2 separate regions of the Mus musculus genome follow, and region 1 is linked to region 2. Evidence: chromatin contacts called from public Hi-C data. All regions are on one chromosome and are shown on one strand. The core of a region is the stretch at or near the end of the contact, and the rest is flanking DNA. Distances in the headings are between cores, read along the strand shown. Region 1 has its middle 48 kb from the start of Gm29904. Region 2 has its middle 37 kb from the start of Gm24696.

The links. Hi-C and Micro-C count contacts between places; a contact is called where the count stands out from the background.
Region 1: a contact with region 2 is called in a Hi-C map of pancreatic cancer cells, with 2.6 times the contacts expected there. The contact joins two enhancer-like sites. A contact is called at or near these places in 1 of 15 datasets of contacts at CTCF or cohesin (the NIH/3T3 cell line), 3 of 484 Hi-C or Micro-C datasets (myocytes, pancreatic cancer cells and uterus) and 1 of 115 datasets of contacts at active chromatin or transcription factors (CD8 T cells).

What each region holds. Positions count from the first base shown.
Region 1 is chr15:61,237,262-61,244,119 of GRCm38.p6, forward strand. No RefSeq gene overlaps it. Among named protein-coding and RNA genes, the nearest start is that of Gm29904, 48 kb to the right of the region's middle. Within about 2 kb of position 4,695, at least 51 of the 459 cell types and tissues checked have an H3K27ac peak or open chromatin away from gene starts, as enhancers often do. A contact at or near this core is called in pancreatic cancer cells, where this site is marked.
Region 2 is chr15:61,391,482-61,397,900 of GRCm38.p6, forward strand. No RefSeq gene overlaps it. Among named protein-coding and RNA genes, the nearest start is that of Gm24696, 37 kb to the left of the region's middle. Within about 2 kb of position 4,255, at least 51 of the 459 cell types and tissues checked have an H3K27ac peak or open chromatin away from gene starts, as enhancers often do. A contact at or near this core is called in pancreatic cancer cells, where this site is marked.

The DNA.
Region 1 (6,858 bases), core at 3,445-5,944, 150 kb before region 2:
ATGAAAGTGGCAAATATCTTACTTCCATGCTTCAGAGCATTGCCTATTTCTGTGGCTTTATCTTAAACACATACATACACACTAAAACAAACACAAAATTCTAGTGAAAATATCTTCCGGGCTGAGTATGAGATGATATTTGTATCTAAACAACACCAAAATGTCCCGGAGTAAGTGTGTTTCCTAGATTCTGAGTGATATCAGAAAGCCTTTTATTACTAGCAGATGTAATATGCTTTGGGATCCTATGGGCCTGGGCTTAAACTGGAACTATTATCACTTAGAAATTCCAGGGCTAGCAGGGCAGTGGTGGCGCGCACCTTTAATCCCAGCACTTGGAAGGCAGAGGCAGGCAGATTTCTGAGTTCAAAATCTGGTCTACAGAGTGAGTTCCAGGACAGCTAGGGATATACAAAGAAATCCTGTCTCAAAAAAAAAAAAAAAAAAAAAAAAAGAAAGAGAGAGAGAAAGAAATTCCAGTGCTTAGAAAAGATTTTAAAAGAGTGTATCCAGAAATGGTTCTTTTAGATTTTAAAGTATGAATTTAATTCCCTGAGGTTGCTTGTAGCTACCCAATTGCAGTCCCATAATAAAGGTTTGCTAAAGGAATTATTACGTTGGAACTGAATGAGGGAAGTCACCTGGCATGGTGTGTGGCAGAGAATATATGTTCCATGAATAATACTTATTACTATCATCTACATTACTTATATGAGTCACTGTGTGCTGCTATAACAAATAGATATTTTGAAAACTAGGTAAAATATAGCACCAAAAGTTGTGAGGGATAGAAAATACAAGATTAAGATACAAGCAAATTCAAAATCTATTAAGGAATAGTCTGTGCTTCCAAGAGAACACCTTGTTGCTTCTATGTTGCCTCTCAACACCATGTCCTCATAAAGCAAGAGGCATAGGGGCAAAAAGGATCAGATCTCATTCCAATTAACTTTGTCATAGAACTCTAGAGTGATTACTCTCTGCATTGGGGATTAAGTGCTTACATATGTGTGGGGCCGTGAAACGTAGCCTATTTTGGTTGAACAAGGCTTGTTCCAGCAATCCAGTAGAAAACTCTACAAGGGATGGAACAGCGAGCGAGCCACATTCCCAGAGACAGGTGCCTGACACCACAGAGCTCCCAGCTCCATAATTCTGTGACTACAAGTCACACAGAAAATGTCCCAAACTTCTGGCATTCTGGCTAGACTCCACCCTCACAGTTACCTGACTATAGCCAGGTGTGGTCCTCCCCACAGTTACCTGATAGCCCAGCCCACTATAAAAGGGGCTGCTTAGCCGGGCATGGTGGCGCACGCCTTTAATCCCAGCACAGGCGGATTTCTGAGTTCGAGGCCAGCCTGGTCTACAAAGTGAGCTCCAGGACAGCCAGCGCTATACAGAGAAACCCTGTCTCGAAAAAACCAAAAAAAAAAAAAAAAAAAAAAAAAAAAAAAAAAAAAAAAGGGGGGGGGGCTGCTTGGCCCCTCCTCTCTTTCTTTCTTTAGCTCTTACCTTTCTTACTCTCCTCTCTCCCCTCCTCTCCACGTGGCCATGGCCGGCCGGCCTCTCTATCTCTCTGTCTTTGTACCTTCTCTCCTTCTCTCTTGCTTTCTACAATAAAGCTCCCAAACAATAGACTGTCTCTGCTCATCAAGGCTGCAGTGCTTGAATGATGAGATAGGTTTTTCTCTAAAGAGCCACGTTTAACCTCCCGCCAGAAGTCCTTCCCGTGCTCAAGCCAGTGGGCCGGACCAAGGACTCTAGCCCACGTGGGAACCACCCAGTTCTCCCTCTCCCCCTTCCCTCTCCTCCCTTCGGCCCTGGGGCTGACTGAGCCGCCCCCCCCCCGCCCCCCCATTTGTTCTCAGCTCTTCCATGGTGTCCCGTGGTGTGTGAGATGCCTGAGACTGAGAACCAGTTACCTTGGACTGCCACTTGTCCACCCTCCGCTGATCTGGGGTCCAGTGGCTTCCCACAGCCAGACACCCACCCGGGGCCGTATAGAAAGCAAGCAGCAGTCTTCTGAGTCGGCCTGCCCAGAGCACCATAACTCTGGCAAGATGCGGGTTTTCTCCCACTCCCTTTATTCCACTGGTGCCCACTGCCCCGCACATAAGCTTTGTGGAAGTACAGATAGTCAAGCGAAAGCAGTATGTTTTTATGCCTGTATCTCTCCAGGTCTCTTCCTTGAGTTTCCTTGCCCTTTGGTTACATGTTTATTTTTCATTTTTTTAAAGCGTGGTAAAGAGCCTAGGCCCCAAGGCTGGATCAGCTGAAACTTAATCCTGAAGTCAGAAGCACCGCCTTGGGTAGTTATTTCCTCTTCTCCACCTCCAAATCCTCACATGCGTAATGACGGCAACTGTATGTACTTCACCCAGTTCAGAGGACTAAATGGGCTTAGGCTTAAAACAATGCCTAATGGCAACCCAGAGCCTGACAGAATTTCTGCTTGCTAATTATTATGAGAGTCTGTCTAGCGTGGCCCTTTGGAAGCCCAGACACATGAATGATTGCTCCAGAGGCACTCTCCCTGGCTGACGCGTTAATTATTGCATTTACCTGTAAAAACCCTGTGTTGTGGAGTTGGCATGAGATGAAATCCTTTTTTTTTTTAATATAAAGTTGTAAATCTTGTGCCTGAGCTCTCTTCCCATCCGTTTCTTCTCAGTTTACAGGTGAGAAAAACACGGAGTTGGAGTCTTCGCTCCAGATGCCTTCACGTTCTGCGTGCCACTGATTTTCACTCACTCATCAAACAGACATTTAGAAAGACAGTAGAAAAAAAAAAGGATATTGAAAAGGTAAAACATGATCCTAGGCTACTGCTTTGACTGGGTCTTGGGGGCTGAAGGATAAAATCACATTCTGCTAGGCTGTCACCTGATCAAGTAAAAAAAAAAAAGATCGTGATGATCTGAGATAACCATCTGCTTTCGTTCTTTGTCTAGTGTGGGCACAAACAGTAATGGGGCCACTGTTAGAAGGCAAATAAAAAGCTCATCCAAGTGTGTTTCGTGTATCTTTGCATCCTGGGCCCTGCAGGGACCCTGCTGCTCTTTGTCACATCTGTTTCTGTATTGTGAGTCACTCCCCATGTCTGAGACTCAGTTTCCTCACATGTTAGAAAAAAGGATTGGAATGAGTTAGGCTCTAAATCCTCTTCCCATCCCCACATTCCAGGAAGTTAACTGAATAAATGCTAAATTGGTAGTCTGCACAAGTGTTTCCTTTCTTATGCCCACAGCCTGAAGAGTCTGTGCTGCCAAAATTCTTTTCATACAATGCATCTCTCTGAGTGGCACATGGGTAACTGTTAAACATGACTGTAATGTGAGAATGTGCATTAAATTAGTGTAAAAACTCTATGCTTCACAATTTCCAGATGCCAGAATCTAGTAATGTTGTCATTTTTCTTTTTCTCTGTTCAGATGTTCACACAAATGGGAGGCAAATGACTACAGGAAGCCACCTTCTAAAAATGCATTCCTTTGCTTCTACCAGTTTCTTCCTGAAGATTGAAATCTTCTGTGAGAGCCCATCAGAGTGCCTTTTAGACTGTCGGAGCATAGTGACAATGCCTCCCCCCTGCATTGCCTAAAATTCTGGCTCTTATATGACTTTGAAAGTAAAGACAGCCTGGTGGTAGCTAGAACACCCAAATTAACTCTATTAAACCCCGAACTGTTCAAGTTTCAAGTAATCAGTTCCAGTTGGTACACATTCAGTTCCAGCCATGGGCATCTGAAGAGCAAACTGACTCGGTAGCAATTGTTGCTGGGGAAGTTTAGGTCCCAATCAACATAAAATGTGCCTAAGCACTAAAGTTGAATGTTGATCAGACTTTCCTTTGTCTACTTGATATCAAATAAGATACCTAAGGGCTGTTTTATTATCAGAACAGAGGAGTAATTCAGACAATTTAAATAAGAGATTAAGTATCCTTTGTATTTACACACAAGGACATTACCAAGCCATGATAGCAAAGCTATAAATTATTTCACTTTTAAAATCATTGTTGCTTTAGTTAATCTTTTTATTAAAGTGATAACAATTGCTTCTGTCACATTTATTTAGAAGTAACTATGCTCTTTCTTTGAAATTTGCTCATGTGTCTGGGATGGGGAACACAAGAGCCATGATTCATATTGTGCTTGACCCATGCATAAAATTATATGGCAACCTATGGAGGTGTGCAGAGAGGCAGCCTTGCCCAAGTTGGCGTGTGAGCATAAAATGAACAGAGATGAGAATAAACACATAATGCATGTGTATGTAGACATGCTTTACATTCAGTTCTTATGAGAGCCAATGAATTGTAGCATGGATAGTGAAACTGAGGCTCCAAGAGTTTAAACCATGTGCTGTATGAAGCAGGATATAGTCTTTCTGCAACCAGTCACACACATGTTCCAATTTTTACCTTATAAAGTACATTTCTCCCATTAACAGTGTGGGAAATGGCAGTCCAAGTGGAGGTATAGAGACCCAGTTTCTTCTATTGTCCTTATGGTACCAATGTCTTCTGTTGCCTCAGAGATCTGAAATAGGTCTTTGTCTAAGGAAGACACTGATAGAAAAAAATAGGAGCCTGAAAAGTCATTTGAAGAATGTTGGGCATGGCCAGACTAGAAATTACTCATATCACTTCTTGCCCACATTCCACTGACCACATTCAGTCACTTATATGGACTCATCCCATGGTGAAATGGATCTGGCAAAGAGGCGCAGTAGACTTGTGAGGAAGAGGAAATGAGTCTATTGAACACAGGTCATTGTCTCCTTCCCTTGACAGCAGAGGTACTAAGAAGAACAAGGTCCATCCTCTGTAGATCCAAATTCTGTGCTTTCTTTGCCTGTTCTAAATAGAGTTGCAGAATCACACTCAAAATGACCCAGACTGACAGATGCACATAGGCATGCTTGAAGTTAAAAAAGGACATGGGAATGCAATTTCAACAATCTTGAAAGATCTCGGCTACACTTTATTCAGCTGAAATTTCACGATCTCATTCATGTTTATCTCAGACATGACCTAAGAGTGCCTGGAGATATTTGGTCTGCCTGTGTTTATAACACAATGAACAATCTTGTAAATGCTCTTTCCCTGCCCAATTTCCCCCCTGTCTACAGTCTGCTTTTTGAGATTTTAACTATTTCCTTTGTGTCAACTACAAACACTGTGAAGCTGACTTCCTTGTGTGTGTATAGTTTCATCATTTCCTACATCCTCTTTTCTGAGATGTAGGGCTGATAGCTCAGCAGCTACTGTGCATTGTCTCAGTGCCCATATGTTCTTATCATCAATGTAAATAGCACTGCAGCTTATGTTTATTCTCACTAAACATGTACATCCTTACATTTTAATGTTTTATTTTATGATACACACAAATACACACACACATATACACATATATACAAACACATATAAATACACACACATATATGTATGTGTGTATATATATATACATATACATACATATATATATATACACACACACGTGTGTGTGTGTTGGACAGCATGGTATACTAGTATATGTACATTGTACATAGTACGTGGTAAACTGATTAATATATATCACTGCATCACCTCATATATACTGAGAATATTGAAAACTTACTTTATTCACAATTTTTAATACTTAATGTTATTAACTCAAACTGCATTGTTATATAACAGATTCCCTGAATGTATTTATGACATACAAACCTACTTTTACAAACTTTGTAAAACCTTACTACTCCTCCCTTACCCTCTGGCCACTCACATTCTTTTCTCCAGTTCACATCTAACTATTGTGATATGAGGAAATTGCACTATGGTTCCCAACTCCAAAGACATATCCCAAGGCACCATAGCTTCTTCATCATGATGGACAGTATTTCATGAAATCTTTTGCCTGTACATTGTTTCCATCAGCTATCTCATGAGAATGATTAAAAAAAGAAGATAATATGGAAAAGTAGCAGAGAAATGACTTTCATAAACTTGGCTAGAGACATGCTAGGTGGGCCTTTGGAACTGATTTGTAGGAGAGATATTCAAAAGGCTGGCACTGAGGTCTAGAGAAGACTTAGACTGTTGTAAGTTGAATTCAAGTGACAAAGAACCTGACCATGGCCTGAAATTTTGAATGAAGCTGATACATATATATACATATACATATGTATATGTATGTTATATATATATAAACATGTGTGTGTGTGTGTGTGTGTGTGTGTGTGTGTGTGTGTGTGTGTCTGTGTATGTATCACTCACATGATGGAGAAAATTTCAAGATTGAAAAGACTGAATAATATACAGGATGTGCTATGAATACCATTTAACATGGCTTTATGTATATTTGTTACAGGGATGGGAGAGAGAGAGAGAGAGAGAGAGAGAGAGAGAGAGAGAGAGAGAGAGAGAGAGAGAGGGAGAGAGAGAGAGAGAGAGAGAGAGAGAGAGAGAGAGAGAGAGAGAGAGAGAGAGAGAGAGAGATTGTACATTTTAAAGGAAAGGCACACAGGTGTATTTGAATTAGATGGCAGGGCTGACAAAGCAGCCGTACCTATTGAAGACCTTAGTGCCCTCACAAAGTACCCAGTTTGACCAGGGCAGTAGGAAAGATAGCTTGAAGCAAATTCTCCACCCTGTGAAGCTATAGTGTCTAAAATGTAAATACATTTGAATACTTTTCATTTAAAAATACAACCACAGAATATCAAAGAATATAGAGTGCCTAGGTCACTTTACTAAAGCAAACTCATCTGGAAAAACATTTTTTTCAAGTCAGGCCCTGACACAAAAACCACTACAGCTTTGAAGGGGCAACCCATCTGCTTTCAAGTTTGCAATAGGACTCTGTCATCTTT
Region 2 (6,419 bases), core at 3,005-5,504:
CTTACTGCCAGTACATATTTTTTTATAGCACAGACTAGTAATCATGCTGTCTTAAGGGAACAAAGGCACATTTTAATACAATATTTACAATTTGTTCCAATTGTGAAAAAAGCAAACAAATTATGGGAATATCTGAAAACATACATATAAAATGTTAACAATTATTTTTCAGCAGCTACTATAAATGTTTTGGTTTTTCTTCATTTAATGCATAGTTAGAGATGTCTCTCACTTAGGTAGCATGAAAAGGAAATCTTCATAGGAAATTTTGTGTTAAAATACACATTTAAAGGGAAGTTAGCCCTAAAATAGAATCCGTGCCTTTATATGCATCATCGGAGAATGATGCCAGTCAGAACAGGGATCATGCACGAGAGACTTCATAGAACGACTGGGGAACCAGTGAGGAGTTATGGCTATTTTTTTGAAAATATTTTTTCTTTTCCTAAAATTGATTTTTTTTCTTGTTTTACCTTAAGAGTTTCTTAATGGCCTTTCCAAATTCAAGCAATGCCTCCACGTCACAAAGGGTTCTGCCTATATTTGTTTTAGAACTATTTCTATCTACATACTAAACTACTAATCATTTACTGCAATTTTTTTAAATGTCCATCCATATCTCCAGCTTGGGATAGTTCTGGGGGAAAGAAAAGAAGCTCAACATTTTCAGTATAAATCAAGAGATTCGTCTTTTCATATTTTTCTTTCACTTGACCTTCAAAATATCCCTTAGAGTACTTTGAAATCACATAGCAAATTCATACTAAAACTCATAAGGTAGAAAACTTTACACTAAGGTGTGAAATTACTATATACTGCATTGGGAAACTAAGCTTGATATTCCAGAAAATTTCCCAATGTATTGCGAGATTGTATTAAGCATAGGTAGATAAAATTACATACTCTTTTTAATCTTTCCTCCCCAGTCTTACTAAACTTGTATAAATTTATACTAATTATAAATATAAATAGAGTTCTAACTTCTTAGACCACATATCTGAGTATTTTTCCATTGTTTCTGTAACAATTTCAAGTTGTGATCTTGACTGCTGAGCATGTATTCATATTTTTACTTTTCATGACTTGAGGATTTCATACATGAATATTTAAACTGTTTGTACACACCCATTTTCCCTACCCACCTCAACCTTTCAAAGCTGGGATCCATGGATAAGAAAGAATATGTGGCATTTGGGTTTTTTTGAAGATCTGTGTTGCTCACTTAGTATAATAGCTCCAGTTTCCATCCATTACTTATAAATTTCATGTTTCTTTATACTAGAATGTAATTCCATTTTTTATATATTTTATAAAGATTTCATTGTTTATTCATTGGTTGATTGATATCTAGGCTGCTTTCATTCTATAATTCTGTAAATAAAGTCGCAATGAGTATAGTTGAGCAAATATCTCTGTAGTAGAATATTGAGTCCTTTGGGTATATAACAAGGAGGGGTATGTGTGGGTCATATAGTATAAATTTTTGGCATTTAGGAGATTCTCGACATTAATTTATAACATAATCACCCCACTTTGCCATTCTACCAACAGAGGATAAAGGTTCCCATTCTATATATTCTTTTCAAGATTGGTTGTCACTTACATTTTTAATCTTAGGCTCTGTGACTGAGATAAGGTAAAAACTGTAAAGTTAATTTCACTCTTCCTTTATCCCTGCTTACATTTTCATAGCTCATTCATTTACATGTATTAGTTCATTAAAAATATATTTGTTTTAAATGATTGTCTAAGCTGCTCAGTAATCCTTAATTCCTACTTTCTAAGTGCTCAGAATCAAGAAACGTTTGCAAACACTGAAGAGTGAGGACATTGTTAGAAGTAGCCACTGAGTGCTCTGGAAAGGAGGATAGAGGTGGATCTTAGAAGAATGTGAGAACTCAGTCATTGTGTGAAGAATAAGCAAGGGATAAGCAAATGAAATGAAATGAAAGAAAAAGGATTAATGTTTACAAATGCTATCCAAAACTGTTTGTAAATAAGAACAAAGAAGAGTAGATCTGGAAACCCATGCTCATGTAAATCTTCCTCCAATGAGAAAGACTGTACACTGGTGTGAAGGCAGGTGGGACAGCACATCCAGGCATCCTAGAGAGGATGCACACAGTAATGGAAGGTCTGGTTCCCAAACTAAAGATTGTGTTTTCCTTAGGCTTTCAGGAAACAAACGACAAGAAATTCCAGAATTGTACAGAGAGGAATGAGAACGTCTTATCCCTTTAAGAGGGACAAATTCACCCACAACCCCACGGGTATACTGAGAAGAAACAACTCATCAAAAGGGAGAAGAAGGTTACAATGTGATGTTCAACCCAAAATAAAACATCTATGTAGCATCCCTACTCCCAGGGCCATCCCTCCTCTGGTTCACGGACCATTGGTTGGGCAGAGGCAGTAAGACTATAAGTGCTGCAGGTGGTGGATTAAGGAACTGTGAGGGAACAGTGTTGTCTGAATACAACAGAGTAGATGACCATATAAACACACAGTAACTATGACAGTACATGCAAGGTCTGCAGGAGCCCGTTTCAAACAAAATCACAGTATGGAGAGTGTAGGAAAGCATGGAGTCTTTCCCTATCTAAAGAGCTATAGCCAGTTGGTGGTGGCTGGTGGCACATGTCTTTAATCCCAGCACTTGGGAGGCAGAGGCAGGCAGATTTCTGAGTTTTAGGCCAGCCTGGTCTACAGAGTGAGTTCCAGGACAGCCAGGGCTACACAGAGAAACCCTGTCTTGAAAAAAACCAAAAACCAAAAAAGAAAAAAGAAAAAAAGAGCTCTTGGTGACTGAAAGATCCTGGGAGAGGAAGAGTCAAGGTTTTAAGGGTATAGCTCCAGAGTAAGGCCACATGCCCAGGAATATATGTGCAGCACAATATACAGACTTCAGTTTTTCAAAAGACAAATACAGTGTTGGGTGGGTAGGGACTGGGGAATACATCTGGAATGAGATCACAGTATGAACATGATAATGGTCAAAATCCATTGCACACAATTCCTAGAGAACTCTCAGAAAAGAGAAGCATTCAGCTAACATTGGGAGAGTATCACGTGGGAATGCCTATTGTGTTCAGGAACAAGACGTCATTAGGACTGAGACTTCAATGCAGTGTGTTATACCGAGACACCAAGAACATGATGTTTTATGATCCTAGACACCAAAAATATGATGGCATAGTCTGTACTTGACCGGTAGCATTCTAATGAAGAACATCAAGGCAAGGCACATGAAGATGTCACATCATGTCTTGAAGAGTGACAGGAAAGTTTCAAAAAAAAAAAAAAAAAGATTACAAATAGCCTAAGTTTTAAATCAGCAATGGACTATTCAAAGGGGGGAGAGATTAGGGAGAAGAGTTAACAAGGACATAGACAGTGAAGGATGTGAACGCCTTCGGGAGACCCAGCATGGTTTAAGAGCAGAGGCAGTACATGGAAGGAAAGCTAGGCGGGTAAGTGCCAGGAACTCAAAAGCAGGCACAATATGCCTTCTTACTTCCTTCTTCCTGCACTATATAACTGTCCTTTCTCAGCTTCTTTTCACTGTAGCATGATGCAGAAAACTCAATGTTGCACGAAGCTCTCTGGCTTGATTTCTAGCAGTGCATACACTGGCCGTGGAGGTACCCACCTAAAATCTCAGAACTTGGGGAGTAAAGGCAAGATCAGATTTTCAGGGATACAGAGAAGATTTAAGGCCAACCTGGTCTACATGAGACTCTGATTATAAACTATAAAACTAAATTAAAAACTAAAGGGGGGAGGGGGCTAAGAGAAGAGAAAACCATACAGGGTAGCTTTCAGTCATTCGGATCACTTGGGGTGGCATACACCACACTGCAGATGAGCCAACGGATGTGCAAGGTCAGAACATAACCTTCTGTCAACACGTAGCCCGACACAGGGTCCCCAGCCCCCACAACATTAGCAAGAAAATAAGAACGCCTGCCCAGCTGTCTTGCTGGCTGTCACTGGGTAAATTATCTTTTATTAAGGATCTGTAATTGTTCTCCACTGAGCTGTGACCTAAATTTAGTAGTTCTGAGGAGTGAGACCCAGCCAACAGGATTTCCCTGAGAACACGATGAAGTTCCTGCATCAATTCAATTCATTAGCTAGAAAAAGAACAAGCGGCCAGTTCTTTCTTTTTTTTTTTCTTTCCCATTCTCCAGTGAGCCGTTTGTTTGTTTAGTTTGACCACATTTTTTTTTTCTTCTTGGATCCAGTCTGAGCCTCTGTAAGGACAGCACAGCTCATTCAAACACTTCCTGTCACATTAGCTCCCAAGGCAGAAACCAAGTAACACTATGTAAATCTTGCTGGTAAGACCCTCCATTTACTTCTTGGGGATTTTCAGCATAAGGAGAAGAAATGTCCTCAAGTAGTCAGGATGATTTGGGGTGAGGGGAAGAAAACTCAGCTTACTAGAATCACTAAAGCAACAGAAGAATAGACAGAGAAGGAGGGGAAAGGCAACACTGGTTAAAAGCTATCGTGAAAACTTTTGTGTAAGAAAGGTCATGAGAGGGACAGCCTCTACTAGAGACATTACTTCCAAAACCTGTTTTCATCATGACAATCTAATGAAGGCCAGAAAATAAAGTCACTCAATTTGGATACAGTTTCTAAAGATCTGTGCAAAATTTAGGGCCACATCTTCTTCCTCTAATCCCAGAGTTTTCCTTCAGTTCATCATTAACTTTTTGCCATGACAGTCTGGACTTGGGATCTGTCATGGATGTGCACCCTGTAAAGTCTCATGTATGGGTACCCACACATAAAAGAAAAAGAATATTCAATTTTAACAACATTCTTATTTGTTTTTCTTAACAATTCTTTTTTTTTTTTGCTGTTTTTTAATTAGGTATTTTCTTTATTTACATTTCAAATGTTATTCCCTTCCCTAGTTTCCCCTCCAAAAAAAACCCTATCCCCTCCCCCTGTTCACCAACCCACCCACTCCTGCTTCCTGGCCCTGGCATTTCCCTACACTGGGGCATAGAGCCTTCATGGGACCAAGGGCTTCTCCTCCTATTGATAACCGACTAGGCCATCCTCTGCTACATATGCATCTGGAGCCATGAGTTCCCCCATGTGTACTCTTTTGTTGGTGGTTTATTCTTTAACCCACCAATTTCCTTTTTCTGCCACCCTATCGGAAACTTCCTGATGACCAATATGTTACTGTAAAGATAGTTCATATACCTCTGCATGAATAAAGAAAAATGTCCCACGACATCCTTAGAAAACTTAATCTTGCTAGATATGTAATGTGGTCTGTAGAGTGTTTGCATAACATGTATGATGCCCTGCGTTCCATACCTAACACCACATAAAAACAGACATTCTGGCATGCACCAATAATCTCAGCACTCAGGAAGTGGAGATAGATTAGAAGTAGAGGCCAGTCTGAAATACATGAGAACGTTTTATTTAAAAAGGAAAGAGGTTTAGTGTTTTATTAAGAGGCTAAGATATCCATACCCTAACAGTAACTTAGTGACATTGTGCTGTCTCTGATTTCTCAGTAGTTTCATAGCAATGTAGTGAAGTTGGCTGAGCAGGTAACTTTATCTCTGTAACACTCTGAGTATACTAAGAGTAAAGCAGTTGAGGCTTTACGCTGTAGTCAATGGCAGACGATAGTATAAGTGCCAGAGTTCATTGCCTAGAGCATTTCTGAGTCTACTGTAATGATGTTCAAGTTTTCTTTTGAGATTCTGAAAGCCCAATGTCAAATGATGACTCAAGAGAGAACTTTGGCATCTGTGGCTGAAACTACTTAGAACAAAACATCACAATGTCTTGGAAGACAAGTCTGCCGAAGGTGATTCAGATTTAGTCTCATAGCAACTCAGAAATTTCATGGTTGGACAAAAGTAGATAAATTATTAATTTTAAGTTTCCAGTTTTAGAGAAAGCAACAGCCTATGGCAGAGTATACAGCCTATACTATGTACCACCACTGACAGCTTTTCTGAGCAGCTAATAAGTCATTATAGGTAGATGCAATTTTGAAACATAAAGTGCTTTAGAAACTATCATCATTTGATTGTCAAGAGTTAATGGTGGCTTTTTGCATTCAAGGTCACCAACCAACTTACCTTAACATGGCTAACAGCAGCCATAGACAGACATGAGAGGCACTCTTTCTACCCAATACACAGACAAACTAGCTCTAATATTACTCCCTTTATTTGTGGTGTGTGTGTGTGTGTGTGTGTGTGTGTGTGTGTGTGTGTGTGCACTCCTGCACTCCTATGGACATACACAAAGACTAGAGAAGAATAGTGAATGTCCCATTATAGAATCACTCTTTGAATTCCAAGCTGAAATGTATTTTTTAGCTAAAATGCCTGGCCAATAAGCTCCTACTGGAACTCCCAATCTCTGTGTCTTAC